2 separate regions of the Mus musculus genome follow, and region 2 is linked to region 1. Evidence: chromatin contacts called from public ChIA-PET data. All regions are on one chromosome and are shown on one strand. The core of a region is the stretch at or near the end of the contact, and the rest is flanking DNA. Distances in the headings are between cores, read along the strand shown.

The links. ChIA-PET counts read pairs in DNA pulled down with a chosen protein or histone mark.
Region 2: an RNA polymerase II ChIA-PET map of memory CD8 T cells shows a contact between it and region 1, with 72 read pairs. The contact joins two enhancer-like sites. A contact is called at or near these places in 2 of 484 Hi-C or Micro-C datasets (CD8 T cells and cerebral cortex), 3 of 115 datasets of contacts at active chromatin or transcription factors (double positive thymocytes, memory CD8 T cells and microglia) and 3 of 9 other capture datasets (adipose tissue, liver and pancreatic islet).

The regions. Positions count from the first base shown.
Region 1 is chr1:86,226,203-86,231,197 of GRCm38.p6, forward strand. The region is part of intron 19 of Armc9 (armadillo repeat containing 9); the gene reads left to right. Among named protein-coding and RNA genes, the nearest start is that of Gm46098, 28 kb to the right of the region's middle. Within about 2 kb of position 2,654, at least 126 of the 459 cell types and tissues checked have an H3K27ac peak or open chromatin away from gene starts, as enhancers often do. A contact at or near this core is called in CD8 T cells, adipose tissue, cerebral cortex and 3 more, where this site is marked.
Region 2 is chr1:86,431,648-86,436,642 of GRCm38.p6, forward strand. The region is part of intron 1 of Gm32700 (a long non-coding RNA gene); the gene reads right to left. Among named protein-coding and RNA genes, the nearest start is that of Gm32700, 7.4 kb to the right of the region's middle. Within about 2 kb of position 2,569, at least 443 of the 459 cell types and tissues checked have an H3K27ac peak or open chromatin away from gene starts, as enhancers often do. A contact at or near this core is called in CD8 T cells, adipose tissue, cerebral cortex and 3 more, where this site is marked.

The DNA.
Region 1 (4,995 bases), core at 1,404-3,903:
CAGAGACAGTTGGGGACTCAGTCTCAGTTCTCCTCCAACATTTTCACCCACACACAACCTGCAAGATTGTTCACTCACCTGAAGTTTCTTGAGGGCATGTGTCCATAGAGCCAACTGTTAGACTTTCTCCATGAATCACGTCCGCTGATTGTCACCTGCTGTGGCCAGCTTCCTTGGCATGGGGTAGCCTATGGTTTCAACTTCCCAATACTTAGCAAAGTAACACCTGTCCCATGTCTGTCTTACTCACGGGGCTTTGTCACTATCCTGTCAAGTCCTTAAAGACGCCATTGTTCCTCAGCTAAGGCTTTTGCCCCTTTCTGTACCCTTGAATTTCTGAGTTAATGTGTCTATGCAGCACAGCTCCTGGGCTCCCAGACTATGACAGGGATGAACAGCCCAACACACTGACTCATGGCCTTCATTTCCACTCTGGTTTCCATGGCAATAGACATCAGATGGCTCAAAACAAGGTGAGGGCCCGAAGGCACCTCAGGCTCCCTAGGCATTTACAGACCATATTCATGTCTGATATCATTTCTGTAGAAACCAGGAAAGCCCAATCAATACTTTAAATGTTTTCTCTTATCTAAAGTTTTAAAGTAGTGAATGGGCTCTTCCCATTGGCACAGATATTTGGGGATAATAGTACAGTCTGTGTGTGAATTATATCATCCTAAAGTAAATTTTATTTATTCTTTGACAAGTCCATACATGTAAACAACATGATCAATCTACCCCCAGCTTACCTCCAGGTTCCGTAACATGTCCTCTTCCTTCCCACATCATGTCTGTCTGTCTGTCTGTCTTGTCTTTCTCTCCTTCCCCACTCCTCAAGTGAGTCCAGTTAAAGCTGCCTGCTGGAATGTTGGCCGACCGTGTTGGCTTGACCGTGTGCAGGTAATGGCTGTGGTGAGTTTATGAGCACCAGGGCTGCGTCGTGTGTGGAAGACATTTTACAGCCTGCCCCCTCATCCTCTGCCTCTTACAAGTCCCTCCTGCGCTTCCTCTCAGATGGTCCTTAACCTTAGTGAGGAGTGGAGGATGATGAGACGTCTGGTTTAGGGCTCACAGTCACTTACTCTAATAACTCTGACTTGAGTCTCTGCATTAGCTGCTGACCACGGCAGAGGGAAGCATCTCTGGCCAAGGTTGAAGACGGGACTGACATACATACTTGGAAGACAGTTTGACAGCAGTAGTAGGTCCCCTGCCCCTCCCCCCCTTCCCCCACTGCCTCTCGAAGGCCTGTGACCTGAAGCATGGGCTTCTGACCAGTTACTGTATCAGGCTTGAATTCCCTCCTATGCAGCAGGCCTCAGATCCTACCCAACAATATTTGATGCCCCCCATCACTTCTGTGCCACTGTTGTGTCAGCGAGCAGTCTTGCCTGACAGGTGGGTACCATAGCACACAGGGTTCTCCCTTGGGTAATAATAGTCTTAGTGACTTTGCCCCAGCAGTTTGCATGGCGCCTTCTGGCACTAGGGAAGGAAGCAAGCCAGCAAGAGGGAGTTTGGGGGTCAGTTCTAGTTTGGTTCTCTGTCTTGCAACCAAAGGGTATTGTGATTTTAGCAGTGGGGTCACACCACCGCATACTGGTGAGTTGCCAGGATCATGGCAATAGTTCATGTTTTTGAGGGCGCTCGGCACGCAGAAGTTATCCCATCAGCCAGGTTTCCATTAATAAACCATGTCTTCCAGGGTGAAGCCTTGCCCATCCATGCAAGGTTTTGAAATTGTTTTCAAACTCCTTTATTTGTTTATATATTTTATGCATATGAGGTTTTGCCTGCATCTACTTATGCATACCATATCCGTGCAGTATCAACAGAGGCCAAAAGATGGTCCCGGGAGTATAGATGATTGTGAACTCTGCATCAGAGCTAGGAACCAAACCAAGGTGCTCTGCAAGAGTCTTAAGTAGTTAACCACTGAGCACAGCTCCACCCCTTCTTTGCTGGTTGGTTGATCTCATTGTCTTATGTGTACAGGTGCTTTGTCTACATGTATGTCTGTGTACCATATGCATGAGTACACAGTGGTACAGAAGTGATGGGGGGGCATATGCATGAGGTACCCACAGAGCCTAGAAGAAGATATCATATCCCCGGGACTGAAGTAACAGATGGTTCAGAGCCACCATATATATGGGTGCTGGAAATTGAAACTGGGATCCTCTGGAAGAGCAGCCAAGCCCTGGTGAGAGCTAAACAAGCTAGGCAGGTACTCTGGGGGGAAAACAACTTAACAGAGAAACCCATAGGAACGCAGTGTCAAGGGGGATGGTGCTGTGAGGAGCAATAGAGAGGGAAGGACATGGGGAGCCATGCTGTGGGCAAGGGGAAGAATGGATGGCCAGGCATTCAGTATTCAGTAGAATACTGAAGCAGGAGAATACCAGTGGGTTGCTTTACAGTAGTAAGAGGTGGGGAAAGTGAGGAACATAGAGCCTGATTACATAGTATCTTGGGAAAAGCATCATGGGTGGCAGTTGTTGTTTAAAGGCTTATCTTTATTTTTGTGTGAATGGCTGTTTTATCTGCTTGCCTGCATATATACCACATGTATTCCTGTTGCCCCAAGGGACCAGAGAGATCGCTAGATCTCCCAGAACAGCAGTTACAGACAGTTATGAGCTGTTACGTGGGTGCTGGAAGCCAAGCCCATATTCTCCGCAAGAGCAACAAATACTCTTAACTGACGAGCCATCTCTACAGCACCGGAAATCAGCATTTATTCTGAAAGAGGAAGGAAGCTGAAAAATATCAACTTTACTGATTTACAAAGAAAGTTAAAACTGCCTGGTGAAGCCGGGCGTGGTGGCACACGCCTTTAATCCCAGCACTTGGGAGGCAGAGGCAGGCGGATTTCTGAGTTCGAGGCCAGCCTGGTCTACAAAGTGAGATCCAGGACAGCCAGGGCTACACAGAGAAACCCTGTCTTGAAAAAACAAAACAAAACTGCCTGGTGAACTTTGAAATGCATTAACTGGCTGGGCGGTGATGGCACATGCCTTCATCCCGGTACTCAGGAGGCAGACGCAAGGGAATCTCTGAGTTCAAGGCCAGTCTGGTCTATAGAGCAAGTTCCAGCCAGGGCTCCACAGAGAAATCCTGTCTCAAGGGGCTGAGCTGAGGAGCCATGGGACCAGGAATCTTGCCTCCCTGCAAGTCCAGATTGAGGAAGCCTCTGAGTGGAGCTGGCATCATGCATCATGGTCTCTGGGGCCCTCCCTGCATGCGTCCGTGTGTTAGTTTCTCTAAGTGGACCGATTACTGACTACCACAAACTAGGGCTGTGCTTTCCCAGTGTGTGCCGCATTTGCCAAGTGACCTGTGTCAGCTGTGGAGCTGTGAGTCTGTGAGTGGCTTGCCTGTCCCTGTGCTCCTCGAACTGCTCAAGAGTCTGTGACTCTTTTCTGCTTGTGACCATCTTCAGACAGGACAAGGGCCCATGACTCACTGTCTGAAAGCACTTGCAACTTCCCTTTCATTTCCTCTTCTGTCCACATCCTGGCCTAAGCCTGTCTTCACTCTGTTCTGATTCCCAACCATCTGCCTTCCCAGCCTGCCGTGCATATGGATCCCAGACCATCTTCTCAGAGGGAATGGGCCATGCAGGCATGCGATCACTTACTGCTTAACTGAAGGAACAATCTGTTTGAAAGTTTTTGATAACTTTTATTTATTTGTATAGGTATGTGTATTTTGTCTTCATGTATGTCTATGCACCATGTGTACAGTGCACATGGAGGTCAGAAGAGAATGTCATATCCCCTGGGACTGGAGTTACAGATGGCTGTGAGCCACCATGTGGGTTCTGGGAACTGAACCCAGGTCCTGAAGGAGCAGTCATTGCTCCTGACCACTGAGCCATCTCTCTTGTACCTCCGTCTGTTTTTAAGATTTATTTTTATTATTTGTAATTATGCATGTGTATAGGCACGTGCACATTATGTGGGTGCCAGTAGGGAAGTGGGCTTACAGGCAGTCATGAGCTGCCTGACATGCGTGCTGGGCATCAAACTCAGGCCCTCTGACAAAAGCTCTGGAATGTTCTTCCGTGCTCTTACCCATGCTGGTAAATGCTGAGCCATCCCTCCAGCCCCCGACAGATCATTCTAAACTTTGCAGAAAGTACAAAGGCTCATTCAGTGGACAACTGTGTTTCTGCTCTGTCCTTCTTCCCTGCTGGCCCTTGTCTCCCCAGAATTAACTGCTTCTGTAACACGGAGGTATAAACTCTGTATGATTCTGTACTTTCAAGATTTTAATTTTGTACTAAATTTATCTATTGATTATGGGGAGAGGGTGGTACATATGCCACAGCATACAAGTGGAGGTCAGGAGACAACCTGCAGGAATCACTTGTCTCATTGCACCATGTGGGTCTCAGGGATTGAACTCAGGTCTTTGGCCTTGGCGGCAAGCATCCCTACCCACTGAGCCTTCTCGCCAGCCCTTATGATATCTTTTGTTTATTCATTCATTCATTCATTTCATTCATTCATTCATTCTGGGTATATTATGTGCCTCTGTGTGTGAGTGTGTGTGTGTGTGTGTGTGTGTGTGTGTGTGTGTGCGCGCACTCTCGCACGCACCACATGTGTGCCTGGTAACTTTAGAGGTCAGAAGAGGGCACCCAATTCTCTGAATTGTTATGAGCCACCATATGACTGCTAACTAGACACTGAAACTGGGTCTTCTTGCAGAATCAACAGATGCTTATAAACACTGAGCCATTTCTCTAGCCCAGGTCACGACATCTTTATATTCCTTTGTACACCACTGTTTTGTGGTTTGCTGTTTGGTTTGCTAGAGATGGAGCCCGGAGCCTTGTCCTCTCAAGTGCTCTGCCCTGGAGCTGCACCTTAGCCCTCGTTTACCTTTACATATGGCTTGAGCGGTGCATGTTACTCGCCTGCTTGCTGTTTCCACTCGGCACTTGAATTCAACCTAGATTTATACACCATGACTTGCTGTGGTAGCCCA
Region 2 (4,995 bases), core at 1,319-3,818, 210 kb after region 1:
GCGTGGACACAGAACAGCCACTCAAAGGCCAGCTCACCTGGAGTTCACAGCCCGACAGCAACAAGAGAGACCCTGCCTCAATATGGCAGAAGAAGAGAACACACTCAAATGTCCTCTGACTTCCACATATGTGACAAGCAAGTGCCAGCACTGAAACACACACACACATACACACACACACACACACACACACACACACACACACACACACACATGCACAACAATAATATATAAGGGCTGGTGAGATGGCTCAGTGGGTAAGAGCACCCAACTGCTCTTCCGAAGGTCAGGAGTTCAAATCCCAGCAACCACATGGTGGCTCACAACCATCCGTAACGGGATCTGACGCCCTCTTCTGGAGTGTCTGGACAGCTACAGTGTACTTACATATAATGAATAAATAAATCTTTTTAAAAAAACAATATATAAAATGCATTTTTTGTTTGTTTCTTTTAAGATTTTACTTTTTTTTTTTTTTTTTTTTTTTTTTAGGTTTTTCAAACAGGGTTTCTCTGTGTAGCCCTGGCTGTCCTGGAACTCACTCTGCAGACCAGGCTGGCTTTGAACTCAGAGATCTGCCTGCCTCTGCCTCCCAAGTGCTGGGATTAAAGGCGTGTGCCACCACTGCCTGGCTAGTAATTTAAAATTTTAATTTTAAGAAACATAGGCACACACAAAACCAAAACATCAAAAATCCAACACACTAAAATTACAATTTACCAGAAACTTAATCTCCAAAAATAAAGGTATTTAGAGTTGGGACTTTGGATATGTAACTGGGATTCAACCAGGCAATGGGAGTCTCACTGTCATTTATCTGTTGAGTGACGTCTCACTACACAGCCCTGGCTGACCAGAAACTGCTATGTACACCAGGCTGGCCTTGAACTCACAGAGATCTGCCTGACTGTGCCTTCTGTGAGTTGGAATCAAGGGTGTGCGACACCACCACCTCCAGCCTTACGTTTGTCTCGCTTTGTTAAGAAAAGGAGCCTGAGCTAATAGGCTTGTCCTCAAACTTAGCCCTCACATCACAGTGAAGCAAGCAGGCTCCATGGATGTGGACTCCCCAGAGTCTAGAACTGCACCTAGAACAGGTGTCTAGTCTCTACAGATTTCCCTTGGAAGAACAGAAAACAAACTGAATCACTATTTAGCAGTGGTGAACTCTGGGACTTGGGCAGCTGAGCAGGAGACACCAGAATTCAAGACCAGCTTGTTCTACGTAGCAAATTCCAGACCAACCTCGGCTCTCGGGAACTTTTATCTCAAGAGAACACACAAAACAAAACAAACCCACAAAGTCAACTTTCTTCCTTCTTGGGATTTCCTGTGCTGTGTATTTATCAGGATCCTTCAGTAGATGTGACCTTGGTGTCATATGATGTACTTTGGGCAAAAACAGGACTGGTGAGTTGTATTGATCTAGGAAAGGATAATGGGAACATCTGGTGTTACCACCCTTCTCATGGGTTAGATCTCTCCCTTCCCACCGTATTCTGCTTTTCCTGCAAGCAGCTACAAGGTGTATATGTATTCATGTCTATGTCCCCCACTGCAGACAGGTGGCATCTTACCCTTCACACCTCCTCATGAAATGATCCTCAGCAGACAAAAATCACCTTTCCCTAGCCCGGCAGTGGTGGCACACAGCTTTAATCCCAGCACTTGGGAGGCAGAGGCAGACGGATTTCTGAGTTCAAGGACAGCCTGGTCTACAAAGTGAGTTCCAGGATAGCCAGGGCTACACACCGAAACTCTGTCTTGAAACACACGCCCCCCCCCCCCAAAAAAAAAATCAGCTTTCTCACAAGCAGGACCAGGGCCATACATGGGACCAGATGTAGGTCCAAGGCCAGGCGCAGCCCACGCATGGACCCTAGAGCATGCCAGCCACACCACATAAGCTTGTGAGTCCCTCCCACAGCTTTCCTTCGATAGTGTGCTTTGGAGACAGGACGTTTGGATCTTCTTCATCGCTCTGCCCAACTCCATGAACTAAAAAAAAATATTACTTTACATCTGAATTTTATATGTCAACCAATGAGGAAACAGGTTGTCTACCAACTTCTAGTATTAATACTTTCAAACTGCAGCTATAGGTGAGGAAAAATATCTCTCCACACATGAATTCAACCGGACTTGAACAAGACTAACTAGAAACAGGAGTGCCCCAGCCTGGGAGAGTAACTGGAAGGCTGGTGCCAAGAGGTTCTGGGTCTGTCACACCTGGTTTCAGGGTTTTGTATTCCGCCATGATGTGGAAGAGACACGGGGGGGGGGGGGGGGGGCGGCATTATAAGTACAAAGTCCTGTTCCTCCACTTGCCTAACCTGGCTTAGCTGCTGTGGAGGTGGGTGTCACTTGCACAAACGCTTTAAGTCAGGCTCAGGGGTGAAGGAAAAAACAAGACTTTGATAAATTGCAGGGAGCAGGGCCCTGTGTCTCTTCTCCCGAGGCTGGTGGCCAATTGCCCGCATTTCCTGGGTGACCAGGGAGGAGGGAGAAGAAAAACACTGTGCTGCCTCCCCTTAGTAGAACTGGAGCCCGGGCTGGGGCCTGGTGAGGAAACGAGGCTGGAACAGAAACTGGGCAGTAAGATGGGGTGAGGACAACAAAGGCTCTGTCTGCCAGAAAAATATCTGAGTGCTGGGCGCATCGGGCTACAAAGAGCTTTCTCCGGCCGGGCCAGCCGAGGGCAAGGCTGTCTGGCTGCGGCAGGCCAGGGGGCACCGCTCCCCCCACCCCACCCCCGCCCCCCAACCCCGCAAAACTCGGAGGCTCCCAACTTGGAGCCAGGCCACCAGAGGCCCAGCAGCCCCGCCCAGGCCCCGCCCCGCCGTCTCCTTGACGACCGTGACCTCAACGCCGGGGCGTTCCAGAGTCTGTTCCAGTTGCTACGCGACGGCCGGGTGACGTCAGTCCATTGAGTTTAGTTCCCCAGGCAACTGGCCGGACAGCTGCGCTGGGAACTATTTGTGTCTGTCCCTAGAGGGGCGGCGGAGCCTCCGGGGTCTGGCGCAGCTGAGGAAGCGCTCTCTGGGACTCGGGCGGGCGGTGGCCGCGACACAGAGGCCCTTTCAGGCTGCGAGGCCGGGCGGGGCGGGTCTGCGCCCCCGTGGAGCGCCCCGCCTTGGCTCCCTGCACCCTGCTTTTCTCCCGCTGCCCGGGAGGCCCCTGGGCCGCCTGGCTTTGTCCTGTTTTTAAACGCTCTCCTGCGTAAAGCCTGGAAGAAAGAGGCTTCTGTTTGTGGCATCCCAGTCCACACGTCCACCTTGGCCAGGACCCAGTATCGGTGGTGCTCAGTAGGTGCCCAGCATTGACATTCCCAGAAGGCAATTTCTACCCTTTTCAAGCTGCCAGAATCAGAACCCCTTGTCAGTTTCTGGTATTCGGCTACTGGGCAGTGCCTGAGTGAGGCGTCTTGGTGAGCAGATGGGCTAACAGAGCTTGGAAACCTTCATGGGAAAATAAAACGATGGTCCAGAAAAGATTCACCATGTACGAAATAAACCCAGTTTGGGCCACTGCGGGTGAACTACAGGTGTACCAAGTACGCGGTAAACTGAGGCAGATAGCATCAGTCAGAGGAGAAAGAATATGGTTCGAGTCTGGAGAGGAAGTGAGTATGTCAGGAGCAGAAAAACAGGCATGCAAAAATAAAGCAATGACCCAAATATGGGCGTTAAAGCCGGACAAAGCCCGTCGGTGCCAGGGGCTCTATATTCAGCGTGCCGTGACTATTGTCTCTGGTTTAGGTTACACAGTAATCCAAGCTTCTCCGAGGCTTCTCCCTACCACTGGCAGCCTTTTCATCCAGGTCCCTCACCATCTGTCTTCAGGGACCAACCATCTCCAACCTCCAACCCCCACACCCTACACCCTCCACACCCTCAGCCTCATAGGCCTAGCTCTGACTTCCAGACTGTCTGCTATTCAGTCTGCTCCAGGAGCCGTCCTACTGGTTTCTGTAAACTCCCGGCATCTTGGCTGCTTTTCAACAGCCAGTAGCTGCTGTATGACATAGACGCACGAGGTTCTGAGAGCAGGAGGTAGCTGTCTTTCACTGAGAGGCCTCTGGGCTGCCTTTCTAGGGCAGACTGATCTGCGGCTGGAACAGTTAGACTGGGGTTATCTTTTTCCCTCTAGTTGGAGCTTCACCACGATCCTGGCTTCACACACACACAAGGGCACTGTTACTCCCATGTTACACAACTTGAGGCCTACCTGGGCCCATGCCCACCCTTAACAGTGTCACCCTGACAGTTTCTCAGAGATCAGCCCTGACTCAGTATCCAGAGCTGGAGAACAGGACTATGTAATTTATGCAAAAGAAAAAAAAAATCCAAGGTTCCTTGTTCAGACAGACGATTAAGAATTTTAGGCGGGGAAAAAAAAAAGAATTTTATTCGAGCTGGGCAATGGTGGCGCATGCCTTTAATCCCAGCACTCGGGAGGCAGAGGCAGAAGGATCTCTGAGCTTGAGGCCAGCCTGGTCTACCTAGAGAGTTCCAGGATGGCTAGGGATACATAGAGAAACCTTGTCTAGGAAAAAAAAATAGTTTTAGGCAAGGTGTAATAGCATACATTTGTAGTCCCATCTCAGGAGGCTAAGATAGAGAATCATTTGAACCCAGCAAACAGAGACTTAGCAAAAATAAAAGAGGGTAGGGATTAGCCCTGGGTTCAGTCTACCGCACTGCATAAAACCAGGCATTGTGGTGACACATGCTAGTATTTCCATCCCTTGGGAGATGGAAGCAGAAGGACCAGAAATTCAAGACCATCCTTGGCTACATGTTTATGTGGTTGTAGCTTCCTAAGGCCATCGTCCTCTTTCTGATTCATCTGACTCTTCCCTCTGGTCTTCTGCACATACCCTGGGGTGGGGGTGGGAGTGGGGGTGGGAGCTCATCTTCCTCTTAGTCCGGTCCCGTCCGGCCCGGCATACTCCCATCCTGGGTAGATCCCACATGATAGGCACTATCCTATGCT